Regions from separate parts of the Sus scrofa genome. Here region 2 is linked to region 1. The links are chromatin contacts, called in public Hi-C maps. All regions are on one chromosome and are shown on one strand. The core of a region is the stretch at or near the end of the contact, and the rest is flanking DNA. Distances in the headings are between cores, read along the strand shown. Region 1 overlaps COL12A1 (collagen alpha-1(XII) chain). Region 2 has its middle 620 kb from the start of COL12A1.

Region 1 (6,820 bases), core at 2,662-5,161:
CACTTCTGTCCTCATTCTACAGCTAGGGGAAATCACTTGAAAGTTGAAATCTAAGAAGAGACTTACCCTCACTGCCAAACCACATTTCCTTTTAGGTCTCATTTGTGCAGTACAGTGACGAGGTCAAGTCTGAGTTTAAGCTGAACACCTACAATGACAAGGCTCTGGCCCTTGGAGCCCTCCAGAATATTCAGTACCGAGGAGGAAACACAAGAACAGGTACAGCTGATCAGCGTGTACATTGACCTAGACTCTCCAAAGCCTTTGGAATGATAGGCTGAGTGCAACTTGCACATTCAAAGTCTTACCAGTTGGGTGTGGCTCCTGGCTTCTGGAGAGTTTGCACTAAGATGACCCTGAAATGTTCTATGCTGCCTTCTACAGGCAAGGCTCTCACGTTTATTAAGGAGAAGGTCTTGACCTGGGAGAGTGGGATGAGGAAGAATGTCCCCAAGGTGCTGGTGGTGGTTACGGATGGTCGGTCCCAGGATGAGGTCAAGAAGGCAGCTTTGATCATCCAGCAGTCAGGTGAGGAATGGCACACCTTTGAGGCCTAATGATTGCAACTTCTTATTTCCCCAGTTTTAAGTGTCCAGGAAAGATCGCCAAAACCAAAAAATGCTGAATTTACTTTATTGTTTCTCTTTCACTCTGTATTCCCTATCCTTCTAATGTTAGCTTACATTTAATTATGGAATAGTTTGATAATTGCTCAAAAATGACATGGTGTATTTTTTGTCCAAGACATGCTTCAGGGGTGTCTCCAAGAGCAAACTGTTTCCCCATAGTGGCTGGAAGGCTCCAGACACCTATACTGGAGTGATCCTCAAGAAGGCCTCCTGCTGTAGCAGAAGTGGATCTTGATGCTGGTTTAACCCTGTGCAAGGAGAGACATCACGTTTAGCATGTCTTGGCAGAGACCGACCCAAAGCAGACTGCTGGAAGGTTGACTGCAGAAGATTGGCAAGGCCTCAGGGAGATGTCGCTGGTGTAGATTTTGGCAGCCAGATGTCTTGGGAGCCTTGTTGTTGCACTGCCTTGATTAGTTATTTAGGATTTTTGGAGATTAAACCAGGTCTTTTTTTTTTTAAACTTTTTGTATCATTGTAGTTTCTACATGCGTTTGTAAGAAATGATTCAGAAAGACCCGAAACTACAGTACAATATCACAATCAGGAAAAATTATGTAGATGCAATCCACAGTGCTTATTCAGCTATGGCCACTTTTACCTGCCATTTGTGTGTGTGTGTGTGTGTGTGTGTGTGTGTGTGTTAGTGCTGTGAAGAAACCAGATCTTTTTTTTATGATACAAAAATCTAGTTTGTTTAATTTTTAATTACTACTTTTAATTTTCTCAAAATCCTATGGAGAGGTGTCAGATTAAGGTGGATTGTATCAGTCTTTCCACATCTAATACATCTGGGGATATATATATATATATATATATATATATATATATATGAAATTTTATTACTCAAGTGAATTTATCACATCTGTAGTTGTATAATGATCCTCACAATCCAATTTCACAGGATTTCCATCCCACAGCCCAAGCACATCCCCCCATCCCCCAAACTGTCTCCTCCGGAGACCATAAGTTTTTCAATGTCTGTGAGTCAGAATCTGTTCTGCAAAGAAGTTCAGTCTGTCCTTTTTTCAGATTCCACATGTCAGTGAAAGCATTGGATGTTGGTGTCTCATTGTATGGCTGACTTCACTTAGCATGATAATTTCTAGGTCCATCCATGTTGCTAAAAATGCCGGTATTTCATTCCTTTTAATGGCTGAGTAATATTCCATTGTGTAAATGTACCACATCTTCTTGATCCACTCCTCTGTCGATGGACATTTAGGTTGTTTCCATGTCTTGGCTATTGAAAATAGTGCTGCAGTGAATATTGGAGTACGTGTGTCTTTGCGAGTCATGGTTTTCTCTGGATAGATGCCAGGAGTGGGATTGTTGGATGAAATGGTAGTTCTATATTTAGTTTTCTGAGGCACTTCCATACTGTTTTCCACAGTGGTTGCACCAATTTACAATCCCACCAACAGTGTACTAGGGTTCCTTTTTCTCCACACCCTCTCTAGCACTTATTGTTTGTAGACTTTTGGATGATGGCCATTCTGGCTGGTGTAAGGTGGTACCTCATAGTGGTTTTGATTTGCATTTCTCTAATAATGAGTGATGTTGAACATCTTTTCATGTGGTTTTTGGCCATCCCTATGTCTTCTTTGGAGAACTGTCTGTTTAGATCTTCTGCCCATTTTTTGATGGGGTTGTTTGTTTTTTTGGTATGGAGCTGCAGAAGGTGTTTATAAATTTTGGAGATGAATTCCTTGTCAGTTGATTCACTTGCAAAGATTTTCTCCCATTCTGTCTTTTCGTGTTGTTTAGGGTTTCCTTTGCTGTGCAGAAACTTTTCAGTTTGATTAGGTCCCATTTGTTTATTTTTGTTTTTATTGGATTTGAGAAGATGTTGCTGTTGTTTATGTCGGAGTGTTTGGCCTATGTTTTCCTCTAAGAGTTTTATAGTGTCTGGTTTTATATCTAAGTCTTTAATCCATTTGGAGTTTATTTTTGTGTATGGTGTTAGGGAGTGTTCTAATTTCATTCTTTTCCATGTGGCTGTCCAGTTTTCCCAGCACCACTTATTGAATAGGCTGTCTTTTCTCCTTTGCATATTTTTGCCTCCTTTGTCATAGATTAGTTGGCTGTAGGTGTGTGAAACTAGGTCTTTATTGTACTTGCATTAACACTTTTCCCCAGGTGGGGTCCAAGGGGGACGTAGTTGAGAGAACTCTCTGCTATGCATGACTTATTGTGGTACTAACTGTAAACTACTTCATTACCTGGAATTTGTTGCCTTGCATATACAGGGTTCTTTGGCTACACGTATGAGTCATGATGAGTGCTAAGTCATACTGTTTTCTTACAATAGAGATTATCCTCTGCACTGATCTTTTCATAACGTTATGCCCTTTGAGCAGATTTCTACCTATTTTCTGCTCCCTATTGATTTAATTTTGGGATTGTGAATGCTTGCTCCTCAAGTTACTTTATTTCTATTTAAGTAACTAATTCTTAATGTAAATAAATCTCTTTTTTTCTACTGTCAGATTATGCTTTTAGAATGAGAACTTTATTTGTATGAGTCTAAGTCAGTGAAAGTGTTTTACTGGTAGAAATTGTAGATTCCGTTTTGAAAGTGGTCAGGATTTGTTGAGTAAATCAGTTTCAGGAATTCCAAGTTTAAAATGAGCCCTTTGTTGGTTTCTGAGTCACATAAGCTTGAAATGTTAATGTTGCCTAAGACAGCTACAGAATTAATGAGTATATTAAATCTGTGCATCTGTGGAAGGAAATGAGTACCACATTAAGTCATCCTGCTATTAAAATGTTCGTATTTCCATTGTTAGCATTTTGTTGTAGGAAATCTAATGAACTGAATTTTCTAAGCCAGAAAATAGGAAGACCTGGAAAAAGTCCATATTTGTTAGAGCGTTTATGCTAATTAAAAGGACTTCCTGCATAACCTGAAAGAATACTGCCTCATTTCTGATAAGATTTTATTTGGAATTGTTAAAAAAACAAAGGACAGAAAAAGGATGTGTGATTTTCTCTACGAACTCTGCTCTGTAGGGTTCAGTGTCTTTGTAGTTGGTGTGGCCGACGTCGACTACAATGAACTTGCCAACATCGCCAGCAAACCAAGTGAGCGGCATGTGTTCATCGTGGATGACTTCGAATCTTTTGAGAAGATAGAGGACAACCTCATCACGTTTGTCTGTGAAACTGCCACTTCAAGTAAGTCATGGTTCCTAGGGATCCCTAGTCTCACTTGCTTGGAAACATAACTACTTAGTAGACAACTCTCCATCCCATACAAGATCAAGTCTGCACATAAATAGATCCTGGGAAACCGTGTGAGACCCTGATGAGTCATTGTTCCTATTGGGATCATGCTGACTGTGCTTGTCAGAGGTCCGTTTTTAGATTTGAAGATGTAATATTCCTTGTATGGAAATCAAGTGTTGTAATATATCCTTTTCCCACCATCCCAATGCCTGTGACATTTAAGAACATTAATCTTCAACTTAGAAGTGCATATATGGAAGCAATTCTCTGAGGTGGAAGTTTTCCCTATTAGTAATCAATCAGTACTTGTCCTGTCAACATCCGTGCTTCAAGAGAGTCACCAAGAAACTGACGTGTGTGTGTGTGTGTGTGTGTGTGTGTGTGCTGCCGAAATTCACTTGTTTCCATTTGTTTATTTGGCTGTAGATTTTTCTTGTTATACCAATACCTCAAGTTTAACTTTTAAAATACACCAAAGGACAAAAGTTTTGATAATTTAAGTTGATTTGTCCTCCTCCCCATCCACGATTTCTGATTCTTGAGGTAGTAGATGTTGGAGACAGTGATATGACTGGTCTAGACCCCTGATCCTAGGCAGGGTTATGCTTTAGGAGTATTATGTTTTCTCCTACTAAATATTATATTAAGATCTCAGGAATTCCAGTCGTGGCTCAGTGGTTAACAAACCCGACTAGTATCCATAAGGATGAGGGTTCGGTCCCTGGCCTTGCTCAGTGGGTTAAGGATCCAGTGTTGCCATAAGCTGTGGTGGAGGTCACAGACATGGCTCGGATCCCAAGTTTCTGTGGCTGTGGTGTAGGCTGGCAGCTGTAGCTTCGATTCAACCCCTAGACTGGGAACTTCCATATGCCGCAGATGTGGCGCTGAAAAAACAAACAAAAAATCTCAGAATTCTGATTAGAAGAAGCAGTAGTAAACAGATGTCAGTGCTTTACTGTAAAGCTTATTTTGCAGCTCAGAATGGAGCTAGGAGGACCAACTGCTCCTTTCACTCCAGGGGTCCTGGATGTAGCCCTCCGCTGCCCCAGCTCTGGGGCCAGGGTGAGACTCACTCCACACCCAGGGCTGTGATGTTTGGGAGCCAGCACGGGCCTCCAGGGCTTGGCAGAGAAGAGGGTTGGATAGCAACAAATTGCTCCTCCCCTTGCATCTGTCTAAAGTCTCCTGGGAGACAAGTTCTGTAATCTGGTGAACATCATCTGAAAATATTACCCTTTAAGTCTGTCTACTATTCTCAGGAACTTATAAAGTCCCAGTTGTACAGCGAATGTTCTGATAACATTGGTTATGGTGGTCAATAGCGTAATTTCTCCTACACATAGAAAGTCCACACAAAACTTATAAAAGGCTAGATTGATATGTCTTATAAATGGATGAACCATTTGGCTACTTGATGTGTGTATGCGGTTGCTTTCTGTGTGCGTGTGATGTCTGTACACCTTGGTGGTGAAATCGTGCTTAACAACACTGTGCATTGCAGGTTGTCCTCTTATTTATCTGGATGGCTACACCTCACCGGGTAAGCATTCGTATTCTCGGGCTAATTTATTCCAGGATTCAACCAATAAAATAATTTAAATGACTTCATTTCAATCTTTTCCTTTCTGATGTAAAGGTTTTAAGATGCTTGAAGCGTACAACCTGACAGAAAAGAATTTTGCCTCCGTACAAGGTGTCTCTTTGGAGTCAGGGTCTTTCCCCAGCTACTCAGCTTACAGGCTTCAGAAGAACGCCTTTGTGAATCAGCCTACAGCGTAAGTGCGACAATAAGTGCTGCTGTTTCTATTTTTTTTAATGACCATACTCATGGCACATGAAATTCCCAGATCAGGGTTTGAATCTGAGCTGCGGCTGTGGCAAAGCCAGATCCTTAACCCACTGTGCTGGGCTGGGGATCAAACCTATGACTGTAGCAACTCAAGCCACTGAAGTCTGATTCTTTTGTTTGTTTGTTTTTTAGGGCCCAACCAGCAGCATGTGGAAGTTCCCAGGCTAGAGGTAGACTCAGAGCTGCAGCCGCAGGCCACAGCCATGGCCACAGCCACGCAGGATCTGAGTTGCGTCTGTGACCTACCCGGCAGCTCACGGCAATGCCGTATTCTCATCTCATGGATACTAGTGGTGTTCCACTGAGCCACAACAGGATCCCTGCAGTCGGATTCTTAACCCCCTGCACCACAGTGGAAACTGTGGAGGTCCTTTTTCTTCCAGCCACCCGGATATATTTTTGGGGTTCTTGGAATCTTTGCTGTCTCCTTAGCACCCCAGCATTTGGGGTTGTTGAAACAGGCCTATGGATGACATGGTTTAGTTTCCTGCAGTGCAGCTGGATTGAGTGTCTTCCATTAGGTCACACTGGAATCTGGGACTCAAGCCTGCTACTCTCAGACCCAAGAATCTCATCCTGTTTCTGAAATATTATGGATCACAGATCCTTTTGAATTTGAGGCTAGGGTTGTGGTTATGCTTCTTCTAAGGGTGGTTGTTTAGAGAGGGAGGCAAATTATTCTTTTGAATATTTCTCCATGGGTGCACAGGACCTGGATGGACTCAGTGCAAAGTGAGAACAGGCATTGTTCCTAACGTTTCTGACTGCAGGAGATGAAAGGCTGCGGCCGTCCTGCTTGTCTCTGATCCCACAGGCAGCAGTTAGTTTTTGTTGGCTGGTGCTCTGGTGATCTGTTGAGTAGCTCTGGATGTTGCCATTTTACTTGAGGAAAGTTTGTACCTGGGTCTGATAACCAAAATATGTATTTTTTATTCATCAGAGGGAAAGCACTTGAATGTTGAAAAATATGTGTTTGGCAATTTATGGAGAGAAAGAACAAGAAGAAATAAAACTTTCAGGGTCAGATAATCATGTCTGAAATTTGAAATGCTTTGGGAAAGCTGATGGAAAATTCAGAATAAAACCAAAACTAATTTAAGAGAGCACAGATTGT
Region 2 (6,820 bases), core at 3,025-5,524, 520 kb after region 1:
ACCTGCATCCTCATGGATACTAGTCGGATTCTTTTCTGCTGTGCCGCAACAGGAACTCCCTTAGCCTGATTCTGCTCAGGGCCTTTGCACCTGCTCTTCCCTCCACTGGGAACACTTTCTTTACATGTCTGCATGGCTTGCTCTCTCTTGCTTTCTTCAGTTCTCTGCTGAAGGATAATTTTTCAGTAAAGCTGTCCCAGCCATTCTGTGTATAGTAGCCACTCCCAATTACCTCTGACTGGGCTCCAGATCTCCTTTATCTCATTATCTTTTCCTCTAACCCATGCATCACTAGCCTTCATGTCATAAGCTTACACTTTCACTTATTGCCATTCTTCCCTAGTGTGAGCAGTAATGTGTCTGCCCGTTGCATCCTTAGTTCTCCAGACCTTATCAGGAGTGTCACACAAAAAAATATTTGTTGATAAAATGAATGAGGATAAGTCAAATCATTTAGGTTTTTGCATGCCCCAGTAAAGACACATTAAAGACCTTAACATGCTTCTTTACTCTGCATTTCCAAGCTTAACCAAGTCTTCATTAATCCTTTCCTTCCGAGAGAATGGTATGGAGTTGTGGACAGGAGGCTAGAGAAGCAGGCAGGTATATCATGGTATATCATGGCTTATAAAAGAGTTCAAGTTTTATACTGAGGGTTTTATAGAAAGAGAGATGTTTATCTATGACGATTTTTGTAAGTTACCTTTCCCTTCAGTGTAGAGAATAGGTTTAGAGTAGATGAAAGTGTAGGGGAGGAGGTCCATGAGGAAGATGTTGCAGAAATTCAAGTGAGAAGTGATTAGGGTTTTAACCAAATAAGTGACATCTGGAATCGAGAGAAGGGTGTTCACTGAGAACTGGTTGTGAGGGAAACTACAAAGAAGTTAGTGTGAGATTAGATGAAAGGATGCAATCTGGAATGATCTCAACGTTGGGGCATGGGGACCCAGTCAGCTACTCATCAAGGAGGGCAGGTGGGAAGAAGAAGTAGGATACAGGAAGTGAGCACAGTAAGCTCTGTGTTGGACATGCATAGACTGAGGTATCCGGAGAGACATTCACAAGCAGGTGGATACATTGGTCTACAACTCACAAGGGCACAACCGCGAGTATCTCAAGAGCATGCACAGGAAAAAGAAGTGCTGCGAGGCTAAGAGAACTTCGTAAAGTGAACATGGGGAACTGGGCAAAGAGATGCACCGAAACTGGGCAGGATGAACACAAGTTCATAACTGTATCTGATGATCCTAAGAACCTGGATATCATTTGATGCAAACACGTCCATGGAATGACAAGGACAGAAGCCAGAATCCACTTGGTTGAAGAACAGTAACAATAGCAGTTCAGATTTTCTCCTTATGTATTGAATGCTGAGCACTCTTCTTCACGTTCTTTGAATATAAATGCATTTTATCCTCGCAACTACTTTACAGGATGCATGCTCTTATTGTCATAATCACTACTTTCCTAATGAGGAAAATGAAGCACAAAGATAGTAGCTTATGAACATCACACAGATTAGGAAAAATAGAAGAATTATGATTTGAACCAGGCCATCTCCACCCCTCTTAAACCTCCTAGCTCTACTATTCTCTGATGAATGAACAATAAGCAAATGGAGCAATAGGTACAAGAGTTTCTGCCAAATGTTGGAAATAAAGGAAAACTGTGACAGAAAGAGATAGCTAAAGAATAAGGCAGGACCTGAGGGTACCAGTTTCAGGGCAGTGTGTATGAGCCTTGACATCAGAAAAAGGCAATTCCACCACTTGCTCGCGCTGAGATTTGAAGAAATACACCCTTACTCCTTTTCTTCCTTTATAAAATGGAAATAATAATTACACTGAAACATTAGAAGTGTTCTAAGGTTAAGTGAATAATAAATATGAATTTTCCTAGCATGGCTGGAGATATACAGTAGCCTCAAAGAAAAAATATGTTTCCTTTATGCCCCACAGCAAGCCCAGGTGCTGGTGCCCGGCCAATCACAATACCAGCTGATTTCACACTTATCTTCATGGTTTGCTCCTGCTTGGCCAAAAGCTCTGCTAATTCTACTAAAAGCATTTTTCTTTCCAGACCCTTCACCTCTTAGTGCTGTCTCTCTTACACCAGCATTTTATCACTCTGGGAAAGCTGAGGGCTCACGAGCTGCTTGGTGTCTACATAGGATGGAAGCTACGCTGATATCTCAAACTTGTTACCCACTTTTTACCTGTGCCCTTTGCCATGGCTGGCCATGTGACTGCCTTTGGCTAATAGGATGTTAGCAAACCAGCAGAAGACTAACAAGTGTGTATTTGTTATCACTTATTTGTTACCATTTGTTATCGTGTGCCTCTACCATCCCTGTGAGCTATACACGGGCCAGCCTGCTGATGGGAGCAGAGCTGATGCACCCAAGGTGCCCCTGCTTAATCCAGCTCAATTGCTAGCTAAATTCTTATTATCTTGAGCCACTGAGTTTTGAGGACCTGTTATCTGAGCTACTTTAGTTATAAATAACGATGAACTCTGTCAAAGTTGAGCATTTTATCAACTCCCAGTAGGGTCCCAGCGAAGCTTTTCCAGCCTCTTGCTGAAAATTAGTTACAACTTTTCCATTAAAAACTCCTAACTCTCTTCTGCCACAGAAGAAAGCAGAGCTTTGCTCAGAAGAATGGAAGCAGGTTACTGCCCCCAACCCCCCACCGCAATGAACCCACCCCGGCTGCAATGTTCTCCCTCCCCTTCTCCCTCTCCCGTTAAGGGCTGGAGGGGGGGGGAATTAACTCAGCCCAGAGGTCATTTGCAGATCAAACATTTCTGTCTCTCAGTTCTAGGATGGTTGAGTGTTAGGCTTAAAGACTCAACAACACTCTACTCTCTTTTGGTAGAAAGCCAGAGCATAGCATAGCATACACCCTCCTCTTGAAACTTTATTAACTTCTTTAACCTCACACACTGCAATATAAACATATGAATAAACTCCCATTAAGGCTGGGAGCATGTCCTTGGTTCTGGCTCCTCACCTACTTGAGAGCTTTCAGTTACCAGGTCCTTTTGCCCTTGGGCTCCAAATGTCTGGGAGATTTTCAGAGAAGAACACAATTATTTTACTGGGGCTGCTGCGGGACAGCTGCAATCCCAGAATGTTCCACTGTGGGAATCAGTAAAGCCAGTGCATGAAGTTACCTGCCCTTCACTGACCTTAATCTAAAATGTTGCAGGCAACGCTGTCATTTAAGCACTTTGACTGGAGCAAATTCCAGACTTTTGTCTGCTTTGCTACAAGGTGATATTATTTTTATACAAAGGGTATGTAGTATAAAGTAGGTGAAATTCTAACCGCTATCTTTGTGACTCTCAAAATGTAGAAATAAAAGGTCAGAAAAATGTCCAAAAAATAATCTTAAAAATATTTTGGCCCATATATGCAATTCTTGGACATCTTTGGGGAGCATGGAAAAGCTGGAGAATGTGCCTCTGCTCCCTGTTCCTCACACTACCTTTTACCTTCCCCGTCTGGGCTACCAATACCCACCATCAGCGCAATAACTCAATAATTACCTTAGATATATTTACAAACTCTGTGCCTTTGTTTCTGTTATGACAGGCCTTTTAGTTAGACATTCTGCTATTTAAGTAATGGTAGCTTTGCTTGGTAGGTGAGAGAAAAGTCACTTGATTTTTCTTTAAAAACTAGGTTAATATCTCCTAGATTAACAGAAATTTTGAGGCTAGCATCCTTTTTAGATTTGAAAAGGAAAGTGGGATTTGTAAAAATGCCCTTAACAACAGCAGCAAAATTCTTAGACTGAGGTCAGAATATTATCCCCCAGTTACAAAGACTAAAGCTTAAACTTGGAAGCTCTCTCTCTCATACACATAACACACAGAACCAATCTGACGTGTCCTAGATCTTCTTGGCCTGTCCTTAAATAGAACCCCAGTACCCAGTATACTGAGGTTGAAAACAGACCAAGATCAAGATCAAGTCTAAGATTTTGTTTCTAAATTTTTTCTTGAATTGGTATCCTTCTCCCTGTGTCTCACTTATGAGTTGTTGGAACAAGCCTACAAAGTGGTGACTACAGTAACGATTAACCTATTTTCTTTATTTTTGAGTTGCTGACAGTGTGACTTCCCCTTCCTCTGCCCCCTTCCTTTTTTTTTCTCAATCTTTTTCTCCCTTTCCCTCAAGCAAAGGCGTTTCCTTCCCAGGAATTGCTTCTGCTACTGTTGCGGTTCCTCCTGGTCTTGCCTTCTGGAATGTTTTGTGAAATGCCAGACACGATGACTCAGGGAGAACAGGGGAAAAAAGTCCGCGAGTCCCCTGGTCTCACATAGTACATGTAATAGAATACTTATTAAGGAGAATTTGCTTTCCAAGTAACCCGAATAATATGCTGATCTTTTCCACTACCAGGAGCAATACCAGGAGAACACGTAAATGATGGACGTGAGCATGAAAATGTCCCGGTGCCTGAACTCCTGGGAGGAATGTAGACGTGGGCTGGCACAGGCTGGCTGGAAGCTGATGCACATTTAGGCCCCAAAACAGTATGAGCTTGGTCTGAGGAATGAAGCCAAATAAGCTACATGCTTGAGAGATGTGTGCTTTTCATTTAGTGCAAACATGCCCTTCAGTTCTGTCAGTGTAATTTTCAGTGTATCATTTAGTATTTGAAGTTTTGCCTCAGATGCAAAGAATCCTCAAGGATGGAAACTCAACGATTCCAGAAATCCCTTGATCTCAGTTTCCTTATTTTCATGCTTCCAGAAACATTTCCCTCTTGGGTGGAGACTCAAAGGGGGCCAGGAACAGGGAGGGACAGCAAGGGTTAGGGGTGAAGGGAGGGGCGAAGGAGGATAAAAAGATGAAGAAAACAAGAATTTCCATCAATAGACCTTGTTTTTACCAGGCTTTTGACTAGGAACTGAAAAATCACTGGGAAGTAAAAAATCACTAGGAACTCACTTTATGGTTTTAATTTATCAAAGTAATTTTATTATTGACAATACACACACATACACACACACACACACACACACACACACACACACACACACATATTTGCTTTTTAGGGCCACACCTGGGGCATATGGAAATTCCCAGGTTAGGGGCAGAATTGGAGCTGTAATTGCTAACCTAATCACAGCCACAGCAACACCAGATCCAAGCCGCATCTGTGACCACAGCTCATGACAACGCCATGGATCCTTAAGCCACTGAGCAAGGCAAGGCCTCATGAATACTCTCAGATTTGTTTCCTCTGTGCCACAATGGGAACTCCCCAGAGATATTTTTTTAATTTGCATAATGTCAAAATCCTAAAGGGAGAATCATGGAATAATGGGTAGATCTATGGGATCACCCACTCCCTTCCAAGGGGCATGTATTACTGGGTCCCATGAGAGCAAAGCTGAGCAAAGGAGCTTTCCTTTTCACATCCTACCTGAGGATGAAGGTCTCCATTTACTCATTCATGGAACTAGGGGGTTGGACTAGATATCTTCCAAGATGACTTTTCCTTTGATATTCTCTGGTTTTGTGAAACACTACTGATGAGTCTTTCCCCTTCCATACAATGCATGTATCCTTCTGTGTGGAAATATCCAACTTCCAGAAGTTGCTGTAATAGAATCAAGTTGTTGTCCTCAGAACAGCCTGTAAATATTTAAGTATATTGTTATAGATGTGGGTATTCTTGTTGTAACTATTTCAAATTCTTCATGGGTAAATCTGGAGGAGAAAATAATAAAACAAAGATACACGCTTCACCAGTTTGCAGTGGAGATAAAAAGAAAAGCCTGGGTTCAAGTAGTAGTCCTTAACGGGAAGAGTAAGATCATATTGAGATAATTTACTGACAATTTCCAAGGAATGTATGAAATGACTTGCAGAACAGGTGAGGAATACCTGTTTCAAGAAAAAGCAATAAACAGCCCACAGGGGTGCAACCTTGCCAGGTGGCTCAATAAATGAATGGATTTGGTAAAAATGTTCCTTTTCTGGAACATGTAGACAGGGAGTCAGACAGAGAATACAGTCAAATGAAATGTGTCACCACCAGAAATATAAGCTGGGTTTTGGGTCTGGGGGTATATCTCACTCACTAGGGGTGGTCAAGGCTTCACACAATCTGGACACGGTGGACCCCACCAGGAGGCCTGGCTAAAGGCACAGGATGGAGCATGCATGCTGGACTTCAACTGAAACCCTGCAGCCCTCTAGCTCCCATTCCTTCTTTGAAGATGAAGATACAGAACGTCAGAGATGTTACCCTTTGGTAAGAAGGCTTTGCCAAAAGATGTTGACTAATTAATTACTAAATTGTGACTTCCAGACGCAGGCTGGTTTGAAAGCTTTAAAAATAGTGTCGGGACTAAGCTAAGTACTTGGAGGTCATTCTTTACACTTCGAGGAAAATTTTAAAACTATTTTCCCCCTCTGCTCTACTGTACATTTAACTTCCCATCCAGGTGCTAAGTCTCATAGATTCTAGTCATGCAAATTGCCTGGAAGAGGAAGACCATGGACTTATTGGAGAAGAGATGGGTTAAAGAGGCTAGCATGGGTTTTGAATCAGCTTCAAGGATCGCGGTTTTCATGGGTGAGACCTTTAAACTTCCAATGCCTCTTCTTTCTCATATACTTAATGGAAATGACAATATACTGTAGTGTGGTTAGGACTGTAGTGTGGTTAAAGTATAGGCCAGTAATAAATAGTAAGGGAACTCATCATACTAAATGCTAAATCTGATTACATATCAAATAATAGAGACAAAAACTGGCATCAACACACTTTTCTTATATAGGGCAAAATACTAAATGTTT

What was found. Hi-C and Micro-C count contacts between places; a contact is called where the count stands out from the background.
Region 2: a contact with region 1 is called in a Hi-C map of embryonic fibroblasts, with 1.8 times the contacts expected there. The contact joins two enhancer-like sites. A contact is called at or near these places in 2 of 47 Hi-C or Micro-C datasets (embryonic fibroblasts and fibroblasts).

Annotation. Positions count from the first base shown.
Region 1 is chr1:90,837,345-90,844,164 of Sscrofa11.1, forward strand. COL12A1 (collagen alpha-1(XII) chain) reads left to right here. Exons shown (of 51, transcript XM_021092374.1): 30 at 96-219; 31 at 385-528; 32 at 3,642-3,806; 33 at 5,359-5,397; 34 at 5,494-5,632. Among named protein-coding and RNA genes, the nearest start is that of COL12A1, 96 kb to the left of the region's middle. Within about 2 kb of position 3,912, at least 4 of the 83 cell types and tissues checked have an H3K27ac peak or open chromatin away from gene starts, as enhancers often do. A contact at or near this core is called in embryonic fibroblasts, where this site is marked.
Region 2 is chr1:91,358,112-91,364,931 of Sscrofa11.1, forward strand. No RefSeq gene overlaps it. Among named protein-coding and RNA genes, the nearest start is that of COL12A1, 620 kb to the left of the region's middle. Within about 2 kb of position 4,275, at least 7 of the 83 cell types and tissues checked have an H3K27ac peak or open chromatin away from gene starts, as enhancers often do. A contact at or near this core is called in embryonic fibroblasts, where this site is marked.